Linked DNA regions of Gossypium arboreum: region 2 is linked to region 1. The links are chromatin contacts, called in public Hi-C maps. All regions are on one chromosome and are shown on one strand. The core of a region is the stretch at or near the end of the contact, and the rest is flanking DNA. Distances in the headings are between cores, read along the strand shown.

Evidence for each region. Hi-C and Micro-C count contacts between places; a contact is called where the count stands out from the background.
Region 2: a Hi-C map of leaf shows a contact between it and region 1, with 1.7 times the contacts expected there. The contact joins the promoter of LOC108486492 here to the promoter of LOC108484248 in region 1. A contact is called at or near these places in 2 of 5 Hi-C or Micro-C datasets (both in leaf).

Annotation. Positions count from the first base shown.
Region 1 is chr6:92,577,961-92,584,421 of ASM2569848v2, reverse strand. LOC108484248 (protein OXIDATIVE STRESS 3 LIKE 6-like) reads left to right here and starts at 4,718. Exons shown (of 2, transcript XM_017787966.2): 1 at 4,718-5,517; 2 at 5,606-6,410. The coding sequence starts at 5,231. The coding sequence ends at 6,017.
Region 2 is chr6:92,797,834-92,804,966 of ASM2569848v2, reverse strand. LOC108486492 reads right to left here and starts at 4,167. Exons shown (of 3, transcript XM_017790570.2): 1 at 3,653-4,167; 2 at 3,486-3,530; 3 at 2,772-3,373. The coding sequence starts at 3,809. The coding sequence ends at 3,111. LOC108485046 reads left to right here and starts at 6,203. Exons shown (of 1, transcript XM_017788906.1): 1 at 6,203-6,613. The coding sequence starts at 6,203. The coding sequence ends at 6,613.

The DNA of each region.
Region 1 (6,461 bases), core at 3,469-5,968:
AAATAACCCCTCAAAAGTTTTATAAAAACACATCTCACTTAAATTATTTAAATTCAACATGTTAAAAGAACAATCTTCTTAAATTTTAATGAAATTGCATATTTATCTAACTTACCATATTCAACTTATCTATACAATTAGCATACACATGTTTAAAATGGTGAATAACTTTTAATTTTCATTGGCGTGAATAAATCTCAATTAGGCTGTGAAAAATCTTGGATTGGTTTAACATGATCCCAAGCTTATCCCATTAATGATATTATATCATGCGATTATCTTTTACTTTAATTTTCTGAATTTCTCAACCAATCCTTAATTCCATCCACGCAATAAAAATAAACCATATTTACCAAAAAGATTGTGCAAGTATGGACCAATACATATTTTATATTAATTAAGATAATAAAATAAATTAATATTTTTAGCTGAAATGGAATTTAAATATTTGCAAACAAACAATAACGTGGGATTTAAATGAAGATATAATGATTTATTTGGTCTTTCAATTTTATAAAAAAATCATTTAAATTTTTATTTTTTTGCTCTTAAACTTACATTTTTTTGTCAACTCATCCAAAATTGATGAAAAATTAACAATTGTTAATTTTGCTGACATTACATACATGTGGTTGCTATATGGATGACACATTAGCATTTAATTATTTTTAAAAAATTTTAAAAGTTCAAAAAATTATTTTTAAAAATTAAAACTCATTAAAATATAAAAAAATTAAAAATTAATTAAATGTTGACATATCATCCATGTCATCAAAATTAACAAACGTTAACTTTTCATTTAATTTAAGGTAATTTGATAAAAATACAGTTTAATCGCTAAAAGAGTTAAAAAATTAAATGATGAACTAATATGATTTTTTTCTTTTATAAAGTTTGAGCGCCACAAAAGTCAATATGCCTAAAATAAATAGAGAATATGTATTTGGATGAAGGTTATTGTGGTTGTAAAATAAGAAAGGAAATAGTTATTACAAAAATTAAAATAAGAGAGTAGTAATAAAATTTAATAATATTTGAGGTTTAAATTTATTTAAGTTTTAATTTTAGATATTTTAATTAATTCACTAAAGTATCTAAATTAGTTGTAAAATGAGATGGTTCAAATTCTATCCTTTCTCTACCTCAAATTTGAATTTATCATGGAAAAAGCTAAGGAATTTGAATGAAACATTTGGATAATTTCCATTATAAGTCATTTAATTTGACATTAATTTTTATTTAGGCCACAAACCTTCTTCTTCTTTTTTCAAATTACATCTTTAAACTTTTATTATTAACAAATTAATTCACTTATACTAATTCCTTTTAAGTAATTCTAAGGAAAAGTTATACCAACTTATTATGCATTTATGACATAGCGCAACACCTATGGTTGATTATGTCTAAAATATAAGTCATGTAAGGGATGCGAACTTCTAAATCCGAATGACTTTTTTTTAAACATAAAAAATGTGTCAATTCTTTTCGAATATTTTTTTCTTATCAAACAAATTAATTTAACATTTTTAAAAGCATGGATAATTTTTCTTTAAAAAATTAAAAAAAATCACAATCAGTATAAAATTAAATATTTCTTTCCAATATGCAAAAAAGAATAACTAATACTATACTCAAAATTTCATAAATATCATTATAATTTTGTCATGTTGTATTACAGGATATCAAGTTCTGCAACCTTATAAGAGGAAGATAATTTCTTAACAAGACATACAAATCAAAATATAAGAAAAGTCACTAAGCTAATATGTATGTGTATGAGCCAAATCAACTAATTTTGGAATTTGACTTTAAAGTTTCCATCATACATTAATATTTGATTATTATTATTAAAGTTATATAATTAAAAATTGAAAAATACTTTGTTAATATAAAATATAACCTTATAACTTAAGGGAACGAATGTTATACAATATGAACACCAAATTTAAAATACATGATAATTTATATATAAAATTTAAAAATCTAAAAATTTCAAGGAGGTGACCCCACGCCCTCTGGATCCATCCCAACTTTTACTTTAAAAATATTATACGAAATTAACCAATTTGTTAATAGTAATAGTATAATAATATAATTTGATGAAATAAAGATTTGTGACTTATATGGAAAATGATGTTAAGTTGAATAACCTAAAATGTAAATTACCCATAACCATTACTTTTTGCAGCTAATATGTTAATTTTTTAAAATTTATGATTTATTTTTGCTATCATAAAGAGGAAGTTAAGACATGTGAGTGGTGTCCGTACTAACTTTCAATTACAATATTAAATTCTATGTATCCCAAAATGAATGAATGAAAAGAAAAGTTAAGTTTGGCATGAAATGGATTAAAATATACCCCGTACAGTTAATTTTTTATTTTTATTTTTAGAGATATAACATTTCTTTTATTTTTAAAATTCAAAATTCAAAATCCATGTTTAACTCATTAAAAATTTTCTATTAAATTTATAACATAATAATTTTTTTACCTCCGACTTTACAAAAATAAGATTCATTTTAGCTCTCTATTTAAATTTTACTACTTTTAGTTATTGAACTTGTATTTTTTGTCAACTATCCCAAAATAGATGGAAAAATTAATGTTTGTTAACTTTATTAAAGTGACATACATGTGGATGACATGTCAACATTTAATTATTTTTTAATTTTTAAATGCTAACGTGTCATCGACGTGTATGTCACGTCCGTAAAGTAAAAAAACGTTAATTTTTCTATCTATTTTAAGGTGATTTGATAAAATACAAGTTTAAGAGCTAAAATAATTTTTATAAATTTAAAGAGTCAAAATAAATTACTTTAAAATAAAATAATACTCATTTAGTAGTTATATTAAAAATATATAATAATATGATAGTTTTTTTTTAATCTAAAAGTAGGAATAGATGTGTGTAAAAATTGTAAATAAGAAATTAGGGAAGAAAAGAAATTAGATAAAAACGTGTTTTGGGATATTTCTCATATTTGTGGTTGCCACCTATTTTTGTCCCATCGGATATTATATTAAATTCAATTCCTTTTGGGTTTGAATATTACGTATGATTTTTAAGAACAATATTAATGAATGTTTAGTGACATTAATAAATTTCTTATGCCCATCATCTTTTCTATTTTATATTCTGTCTTCCTTGAAAATTAAATAATATCATTGTTTGAAAAATAAATAATTTCATAAGTATTTTTAAAAGTATTATCTTTTCTAATGATTTAAAAATTAGTGTTAATTATCGAGGAGGCTCGGTTTTGAGTATTTTAATTTAAATTTAATCATCAATAATTTTGATGCATAGTTCTCTAATTTCATCATCTGCATATACATGTACTCAATTTGTAAATAATAGACATTTCAAAATATATATATATATCAAGTTAATTTTAAGTTGGATTGAATGAATTTTGGTTTGAAATTTTTGACTTTTTTCGAGTCTAACTCATTTTTGGTGTTAGTTTATTTTGGGTTTGAGATAATATGATTTTGATAATTAATTTTTTTAAGGGTAATCTACTGAAATAGTTACATTTGTTTATCTCAGATTACATTTTAGTTACTTATGTTTGAAATGTTACGTTTTAGTCACTTATGTTACTATTTTGTTACGAGGTGATCACTCTATCGTTAAATTCCGTTATCTCTCTAACGGTAATCCTACGTAGCAGTCCAACTAGATTTTAGATGCCAACTTGAATTTCTAAATGGGATGAAAATAGATTTTTAATTAAAAAATTTAGTTAATTAAAATTTTTAAACCTAAACTTTAACTAAAAAATCTGTTTATCTCCTCTTTTTATATTTTCTTCAGTCTCTTCTTTTTTTCAATGGTTTTTTTTCATTTGATTGTTAAAATTATTATTAAGATCAATTTAATTGAAATCAAATTGACTGCTTCACAAAGATGGATTCAATGGAAGGTTCAGGTATATCTTCTTTGCATTCCTCTATCTCTTTTATTCAATACTTAAAAACAAAAGATTAGATTTTTTATTGTTTAATAGAAACCCTAAATTAAAATTCTTGATATGAATATTAACAACTAAAAGAATTTTAGATAAAAAAAAGGGATACCCACAAAGGGATTGTGAACAAACAAGTCGATTTAGATCAGAAAAAATCGAATTGAGAAACTAATTATTCAAGAACGTGAAGAATTGGAAAATATAATGATTAGGAACAAAAATGATTATCATCTTCTTATTTGTCGACAACCACTTCATTTTAAGTTTTAGAACATAAATTTGTCGGTGAAGAAGACATACCTGGACACTCCATTGAATCCTCTTTTGTTTTCGTATGTGAATAAAAAAAATTTGATGATGATAGCTTTTTTAGTCAATTGAAAAAGAAAACTAAAAAAAGGGGGAGATGAACGATTATTTAACTAAGATCTAGGGTTTAAAATTTTTAATTAATTAAATTTATTTAATAAAAAATCTATTATCATCTAATTAGAAAATCCAAGTTGACACTTAAAATCTAGTTGGACTGCCACGAAGGATTACCGTTAGGGAGATAGCGGAACTTAACGGAAGAGTGATTACTTCGTAACAAAATAATAACATAAGTGATTAAAATGTAACATTTCAAACATAAATGACTAAAATGTAACCTGAAACAAACAAAAATAACTATTTTTATAATTTACTTTTTTTAATGTGATTATAAATTCATATCATTTTAACATCTTTTTTCGCCACTTCAAATATGAGTTGTTTTAAATTAAGGTTGTATAGGATTTAAATTACTTTGATGCAAGTCAATTTTTGTTCGGACACGAAGAGTTAGAATTTATTTACCTTTTCATAACCAGATCAAAATAAATTGAATTAGGATTCGAATAGGTAAAATTAAATTTTCGAGTTTAGATAAAAATATAGAAAACTGAAATTAAATGTATAATTTGAAATTTAATTATTTTTTTAAATATAAATAATGGATGGAGTTGATGATAATGAAAACTGGGGAGTATATTAAAAGTCATCTACAATCCATAGCCATCTTCTTATCTGTTCTGCCCATTTTTCCTTCTCTCTCTATTTCTTTATATTTTTAAGGAGTAAATGAAATAGACATGGATTAGCTTAGCCCTATTGTTGTTGCTCTGGTCCCAAATCTTTCCTTTGTTATCCATATTTCTGTGCTTATAAATCCTTAATCTACGCCACCCCTTCATTCCTTGTTTTTATCTTTCCCTTCTTTAAACCTCTATAGATGGAAGTGCTGATGGGACCTACCTTCGCCATCGACGTTGCCGCATCGGCAGCGGCCTACACTAGAGACCGTTCTAAGGATACGATTTCCTCTCCTTGCTTGTTTATCAAGGACGATGAAGCTTGTCCCGGCTCGGATCCCAGGTCTCCGGATCTATCCTCCGATAGTTCCTCCTCGATCGGCTCCCCCGGAGACAGCGACGTTGAAGAAGAAGACGACGGTGTCGTTTCATCCGGGGAAAGTAAAGGGTTGTCTTTCGACTCCTTAGAGGACTCTCTTCCCATCAAGTTAGTATCGATTTTTTTCTTCTTTTTTTTTTTGTAATTTTCTCTGGTCTGATTTTCAACTGATCTTTTTTTTTTTTTTTGGTTTTAGGAGAGGATTATCGAATCACTACGTGGGAAAATCAAAATCATTCGCAAATCTATCTGACATAAACTCAGTGAAAGAGCTGCAAAAAGTGGAGAGCCCCTTCAACAAGAGGAGGAGATTACTGCTTGCAAATAAATGGTCAACGAGGTCCAGGAAATCATCTTTCTATTCATGGCAAAGCCCCAATTCCATGCCTCTTCTTGCTTTGGTTGAAGACGATGAAGATACAGACAACAACAGCTACAATAAACAAACACCATCATCATCGCCGCCTTCATCGTCCTCCTCCTCGTCGGAGTATGATAAAATAACATCAACGAAACCTAAGTTGCAGCAAAGCAATCTGAGGGCTAGTTTCAAGTCTCAAAGTTGTCTTTCTCTTACGGATCTCCACGTACAAGTAGATCATCAATAACCCAGTTTTTGTTTTCTTTTTCACCATGAAAAATGCATTAGGATTTAGATTACTAGCAAAAAATTTTTACCATCGAAGTATATATGTAAAACTTTTAAACTTTTTTTTATATAAATAAAATATTTTCACTGATTTTATTATTGTTTTTTGGGGGATAGAGAATTAGTTTGTAGTTATATGGATGATGGTGGGATGGAGGATGATTTTTGTTTTGTCATGTTATTATGGTGATGAATGAATGGGGGGGACTGCGTTGATATTTCAGTGTTGAATAAAGGAGAGGAGGATGTAAATGGATTAATAGACCAATGTTTTTCCTTTATCATCACCATCATCTATTTTATCTAGGAATAGTATCCGTTGAATATAGTGAAGGAATTTTAATTTTCCAAACATCACTCACCTATTGTTTATTTTTATTTTGGCTTAATACTTTTATGATAT
Region 2 (7,133 bases), core at 2,918-5,417, 220 kb before region 1:
TCGTTGAAGCTTTATAAACACCAAATGGTCTTCTTAATGGAGACAAAATTGGACAGCATTCGAATGGAACATTTTCAAAAACGATGTGGCTTTCAAAATGGAATAGATATTTCAGCAAGTGGTTCATGTGGTGGATTAAGTCTTGCATGGAATGGAAATAATTTAGTTCAATTTTATAGTTATTCGAACAATCATTGATGTGGAGATTAATGAAGAGGATATCCCAAACAAGTGGCGATTCACTAGATTTTATAGTAATCCAATTCAATCAAGCAAACAGGAGTCGTGGAATCTTCTTCGTAGATTAAGGAATAATGGGTCATCACCATAGTGTGTATGTGGAGACTTTAATGAGATTATGTATGCACATGAAAAAATAAGAGGGATAACAAAGAATGAGAGACAAATGGAGGAATTTCGAAAAGCTTTGGAAGATTGTGATCTGGCTGACATGGGTTTCAGTAGACAAAAGTTTACTTGGGATAGGGGTAACTTTGCAGATACAAATATAAGAGAACGACTTGACCAGGGAGTTACAAATCGAGAGCGGCTGAACTTGTTTCTTGAGTACTCGGTTCAACATTTTTCTCTGATCATTACCCAATTTTCATCCAAACGATGCCAAATGTAAAAAGCACTGGAGGTAATTTTTTTATATTTGAATCTTGGTGGGTAACTGAGCCATCATACAAAGAAGTCATCTTGGTGACAGAAGCACTCTAGTAATGTTTTGGAAAAATTAGAGTATACCCGTTTGGGTTTATAGAAATAGGCGAAAAACATCAAAGGAGATCCTAAAAGGAGATCAAATTTTCTGAGAGGTAGATTGGCTGAACTTGATAGAAAGGATAGGGATGATGATATCCTTGTAGAGATCATTGATGTGAAGTTAGAATTAAACTGAGAGATAGAGAAGGAGGAGATGTATTGGGAACAAAGAGCAAGATCGAATTGGTTGAGTTAAGAGGATAAAAATACGACTTTTTTTCATAGTTAAGCATTTCAAAGATGTAGAATGAATAGAATAAGAGGGATGGAAGTTAACGAAGGAATTCTCAAAATAGAAGAAGAAGAAGATTAGAAAACATAATAAGAAACTACTTCGTGAAGCTTTTTGAATCTGAAGGAGTTGGCGATACAAATTACCTTCTTTCAGGTGTTAATTGCACTATCACTAAAAGCATGAATCAACTGTTGGTAGGAAATTATAAAGAGGAGGAAATACTTGAAGCAATAAATAGTATAGGGCCGACAAAAGCTTCTAGACCTAATGGATTTTTTGCCATCTTTCAAAAACTCTGGCATATCGTAGAGAGGGAGGTAGGTGATGTTTGTTTGGAAGTTCTTAACAAAGGAAAACCCTCAGATCTTTTAAACCATACGAATATTGTGCTAATCCCAAAGAACCCCCATCCGAAAAGTCCATCAGAATTTAAACCAATTAGCCTTTGTTCGATTTTTTATAAAATAATCTCAAAATCTATAACAAACAGGTTCCAAAAATTACTCAATTATTGTATTGATCTGACTTAAAGTGTCTTTGTACCGGTAGATTAATTACCGATAATGCCCTTCTTGCATACGAAATTCTACATTCTATGAGGAATAAAAGATTGGGAAAAAAAGTCTTACGGCTCTTAAGATTGATTTGACCAAAGCCTATAATCGGGTGGAGTAGGATTTCTTGAAGCAAATGATGGCTAAAATAAGATTTGATGAGTCTTGGATTCAGCTTATTATGAAATGCATCAGCATTGTTTCGTACTCGATCGTTTTGAACGAGAGGCCATGGAAGGTTTTTAATTCAGGAAGAGACCTAAGTCAAGGGGATCCTTTGAGCCCTTTTCTATTTTCTCATATGCAATGAGGGGCTGTCTACATTATTAAGACTTGCTAGTGAAGAAGGAATATTGAGAAGAGTAAAGGCGAGTAAAAGAAGCTCACAGATTATTCACCTCCTTTTTACGGATGATTGTGTTTTATTTGGGGAAGCAACTAAAAAAGGTACAGAAACTTTTGAAAAGGTTTTAAAGGAATATGAAGTATGCTCGGGGCAATGCATCAATTATGGAAAGTCGATAGTTTTCTTTAACTCAAATACAACTGAAATAATTCATTCAGCTATTTCAGATAGGCTAGGGGTCAAATGGAAAAACAATTTAGAGAAATATGTGGGCTTTCCAAATATGGTAGGTAGGAGGAAAAGGCTAGCATTCCAACACCTTAAAGACCGTATTAAAGTAAAAATTGACTATTGGAGTTCTCGATTACTATCGCAAGGGGAAAAGAAATTTTTATTAAAGCTGTGTTACAAGCAATTCCAACCTATACAATGGGATGCTTTTTATTACCGAAGTCAATATGTGAAGTTATGGAACAAATAATATCCAAGTTTTCGTGGAAAAAAAGGTTATGGGAAATGGGGGATACATTGGTGCTCATGGAATAACTTATACGAATCAAAGGAGTTTGGTGGTCTTAATTATCGTAATTTTGCAAAGTTTGATTTGGCCATCCTCGCAAAGCTAGGATGGAGATTGATTGAAAATCCTAAATCTTTTCTAGCACAAACGTTAAAAGCCAAATATTACCCGAATTCTGATTTTCTAAACTCAGAGCTAGGGAATTTACCTTTATATACTTGAAAAAGTATATGGGCTGCAAAAGGTCTTTTGCAAACAGGACTATGCTGGAGGGTGGGCAATGGATGGAATATTAGAGTTGAAGAAGATGTATGGGCTCCAAATGGAAAAAATTTGCATATTCAACAATTAGTCAGAAGCCAAAATATATTGAAGGTAGCAGACCTGATTGATGGCAACACTAGATCATGAAAAACAAAGCTAATTAAAGATACCTTTTCTGAAGAAGATGCTTAGAGAATTCTCCAAATCCCGATAGCTTACTCTCCACAGGATGATTTTTCTGGCTTGGAGAGGTGAATCAACAGGCGAGTACATGTAAGGAGTGGGTATAAATTATTATTACATGGTAATTCTATCAATAACAATAGAAACAACCCGAATGAAAATAGGAAATGCTACAAAAAAATAGTGGAATAGTGATCTCCCCTCAAAATTAATAATTATAGCTTGGAGAGCCACTCTAAACTACCTTCCTACATTAGCAAATCTAAGAACTAAAAGGTTAATTATTAATGAATCCGTCTGCCCGAGGTGTCTGCAAGGAGTGGAGAATAGAGAACACGTCTTCCGCGAATGTGTTGTCTTAAAGGAAACATGGGATAACTTAAAATTTGTCTGGCCTGAGGATACATCTACTATGGAATTCATGGAATGGTTTACCTGGATTGTATTAAACAGTAATACTGATATCTGCCAAACTTTTATTTGCACCATCTGGGTTATCTGGTCTGCTAGGAACAAATAGATTCACAAAGGTCAAAAAATATCAGGTGCAGAAACAACAAAATTTACTTTAAAGTACTTACAAGATCTAAACAACATTAATCGAAAAAAGCTTGCCTTTAGTCCAATAGTTGCAAAATGGAGGCCTCTGGAGAAGGGTTTCTGCAAAATCAATTTTGACGCAACAGTTGACCTCAAAATGCAAAGATCATGTTTGGGACTCATAGTCAGAGATTGGAGTGGGGAAATCTTAGCCACAAAAACCATAACTCATGAGAATATACCTTTAGGGTTTGTAGCCAAAGCCGTTGCATGTTTACAGACGGTTATACTAGGCAGGGATTTGGGATTAAAATTTGTCGATATTGAAGGGGACTCCTTGACAGTGATAAAAAAAGCCCAAAACAAAAGCAGGGATAAATCGATAATAGGTGCATACATTCAAGACATTCAAAAACTGAGTAAGATTTTCTGAGAGCAAGTTTCATTATATAAGACGAAAAGCAAATGAGAAAGAGCACGATCTGGCATCAAAAGGCTTAAAAATGGTAGGAAATGCTTACCTTGCTCACAAAACAGTTGATGAAGGAATCACAGAAGCAGAGATAGATCGGGGATGGGGATGAAGAATACCAAAAGGTTTATGATTTAGAGAAGAAAACTTAATTGCTACCAGTCTTTTGTTCTTCTCCAGAAGCTGTTAATGATGAATGAGATATTTTAGAGAGATTTCTAGAAAACACCAGCTCATTAATACTGGGTTGTCTCTTCATCTCATTTCTTATTTTATTTATTTTCTGCAAAGGACTGGCGGGCCACTTATGGTCATTGGGCCGTTTTAATGTTTTGAATTTTGTTTGGTTTTTTCTTTTAATAATACAACCCAGGTTCATTTAAAAAAAAAGAAAAAGTTACAATTAATGAAAGCATTCTAATGTGGCATAGTTAAAAAATTGTCATTTGCCATGTTAATTATTTCCCATGTGTTTTTATTGACTAAAGTTTAAATTGAATATTTTTTCAATCTAATTTCCTTTTAAAAATATATCAAAATTGAATATCAATTCATATAGGTTTAATATAACATTTGGTACCTGAATTTGACATTTTTTCTAATTTGGTACCTAAACTATTTTTGGTCCAATTTAGTACCTAAACTTGACACTTTTTCTTAAGTTGGTACTTAAACTTTTTTGGGGTCTAATTTGGTACCTAAACTTGACTATTTTTTCTAATTTGGTATCTAATCTTTTTTTTTTTTGATTTGGTACTTTTCAAATGTTTTACAAATGACTCCAATACACTAACAGTGTTATTTTTTTATGAGGTAGCAAAAATAATCAATGTATGACCGAAATGTGATAGATGATATGATTTTCTTTTGTATTATATATGTTCAGTTACTTTTAGTTTTCTTATTTAATTAATTATTTTATTAATTGAAAATAATAAATTTCTTTTAATTTGGGGTTTTAAAATTTTTTCTTATTTAATATTAATTAGTTAAGCATAACTCAATACCTATTTTTTAACATAAATTTCCTCTAATACTAACAATATTTTTGTAGCATAACAAAAAAAAAAACACTGTTAGTGTTTTGCGTAATTTGTATAAAATTTAATAAATTTAGGTACCAAATTGAACCTAAAAAAAGTTTAGGTACAGAAAAAAATGTCAAGTTCAGGTACCAGATTGGGCTCAAAAAAAAGATTAGATACCAAATTAGGAAAAGTGTCAAGTTTAGGTACCAAATGTAATATTAAACCATTCATATAACAAAGATCATATATATCAATAATTTTGCTATAATTAATATGTCATAGATTACGAAAAAAATATAAATTTAAATATACTTAGTTCGTTTCACTTTTTCTTAATATTAAGTCCTTATATACAGCTTTTAATATCCAATATTGGAAAATATAAATATGTGCTTCAAGTTCGTAAAATTTAAATTTTACACATTCATTTGTACACTCATTTTAATTATTGAAATTTGAATTTCATATATAATATATATTAGATATTTCTTTAGAAAGATATTAAACATATTATTGAAATCATATTTTGTTATACAACTTTTCTTTATGCATTTTTTAATAACTTAATTTACATAGTGTTTTTTCCTTTTTTAATCTTTAAATATATTCTAACTCCTTTTTAAGAGTAAAGCTAAAATTATAATTTGTAATATCAAACCATTCAAGTTTATTTTAAATATTAAATTTTTGGTCTTATTCGTATTGACTATAATTTAAATTATTATCGTTATAAAAATTAAATCTTGAGATTATTTTTACTTTTTCAATAACATTATTGGTTAATACTGGTGGAATCTTAGAAATCCCAGCCTTACGGATCAACATCATAGATCTTTTAATCTTTGCCTTAGCATCTTTATTTTCACAACTTTAATTGTTTCTTTGATTGTTTCGTACATTTTATTCATCATTATTCTCCTAATTTGTCATTACAGTTTTATTACTGCTTTTGCCTTAGCATCAATCTCGCTTTACCATAATAGCTTACCAAATTAAACCTATCTAATCCATGTGGAGTCGATCTCACTTATCACTTTATTACTTGATTCGACTTGTACACTTGTACAATTCGCTTAGCATATTCACACGCAATAAGTTTTTGGCGTTGTTGCTGGGGATTGGCAATTTAGTGAAATTTGGTTTGGTTATTTTATTTATTTCCATTCAGTTGTATTTAATTTTTATAGGTTTGTTATCAGTGCATGAGTAGAGGCATTCCTACTAATGAAGAATATCCTTTTGACCCTGAGATCGAAAGAACTTTGAGAAAAATGAGAAGATAAGTGTGTAGCATGGCTAGGGACAGGAATGATCCTGGTCTGAATGATCCATTAAATCCAAATGGTCAGGATGTTGATCTTTCTATTCATCACGTGATAGACGACCGAGACAGGCCAATTAGTGAACATGTTGTGCTAATTTTGGGTGATTTGAATTTAGGGATAGTTAAACCACACATTCAAGCTCAGCATTTTGAGTTGAAATCGATGATGTTTCAGATGTTCCAAACACTGGGACAGTTTAGTGGGTTGCCTACTGCAAATCCACGATTGCATTTAAGACTTTTCCTAGAATTCTATGACTCGTTTAGACAACAGGGTGTTCCTGAAGATGCCCAGAGACTTAAATTGTTTCCATATTCCTTGAGAGACCGAGCAAGAGCATGGTTGAATGTTTTGCCATCGAGGACAGTGGCATCATAGAATGATCTTTGCCAAAGGTTTTTGTTATGGTATAATCTGCCAAACATGAATGTCAAGCTTAGACATAACATCATGTCTTTTCGAAAAATAGAGGATGAAACGTTATATGAAGCTTGAGAAAGATTTAAAGCTTGAGAAAGATTTAAAGAACTACTTTGAAAATGTAACACCCCTTACCCGTATCTGACGCCAGGATAGGGTTTGATGAATTACCGGAATTAAACGTAAACAAGCATACAAATCTAAACCATAAAACTTCATCCAATTTGAAACCTTTCAATCACATGCAATTTTTCCCTTAAAAGGGCCTACAAGGCCCAAAACATACACAGGGAGCGGTTTGGGACTACATCGAGAACTTTTAGAACCTTTTTGACACGTAGAAAATTTTTCTTATTTTAGAGAGTCACACGCCCGTGTGGGTAGGCTATGTGATCACACATGCCTGTGTGGCTTGGGACACGCCCGTGTCCTCAGTCTGTGTAACTCTCTGACTATGACGTCATCAACCAAAATAAGG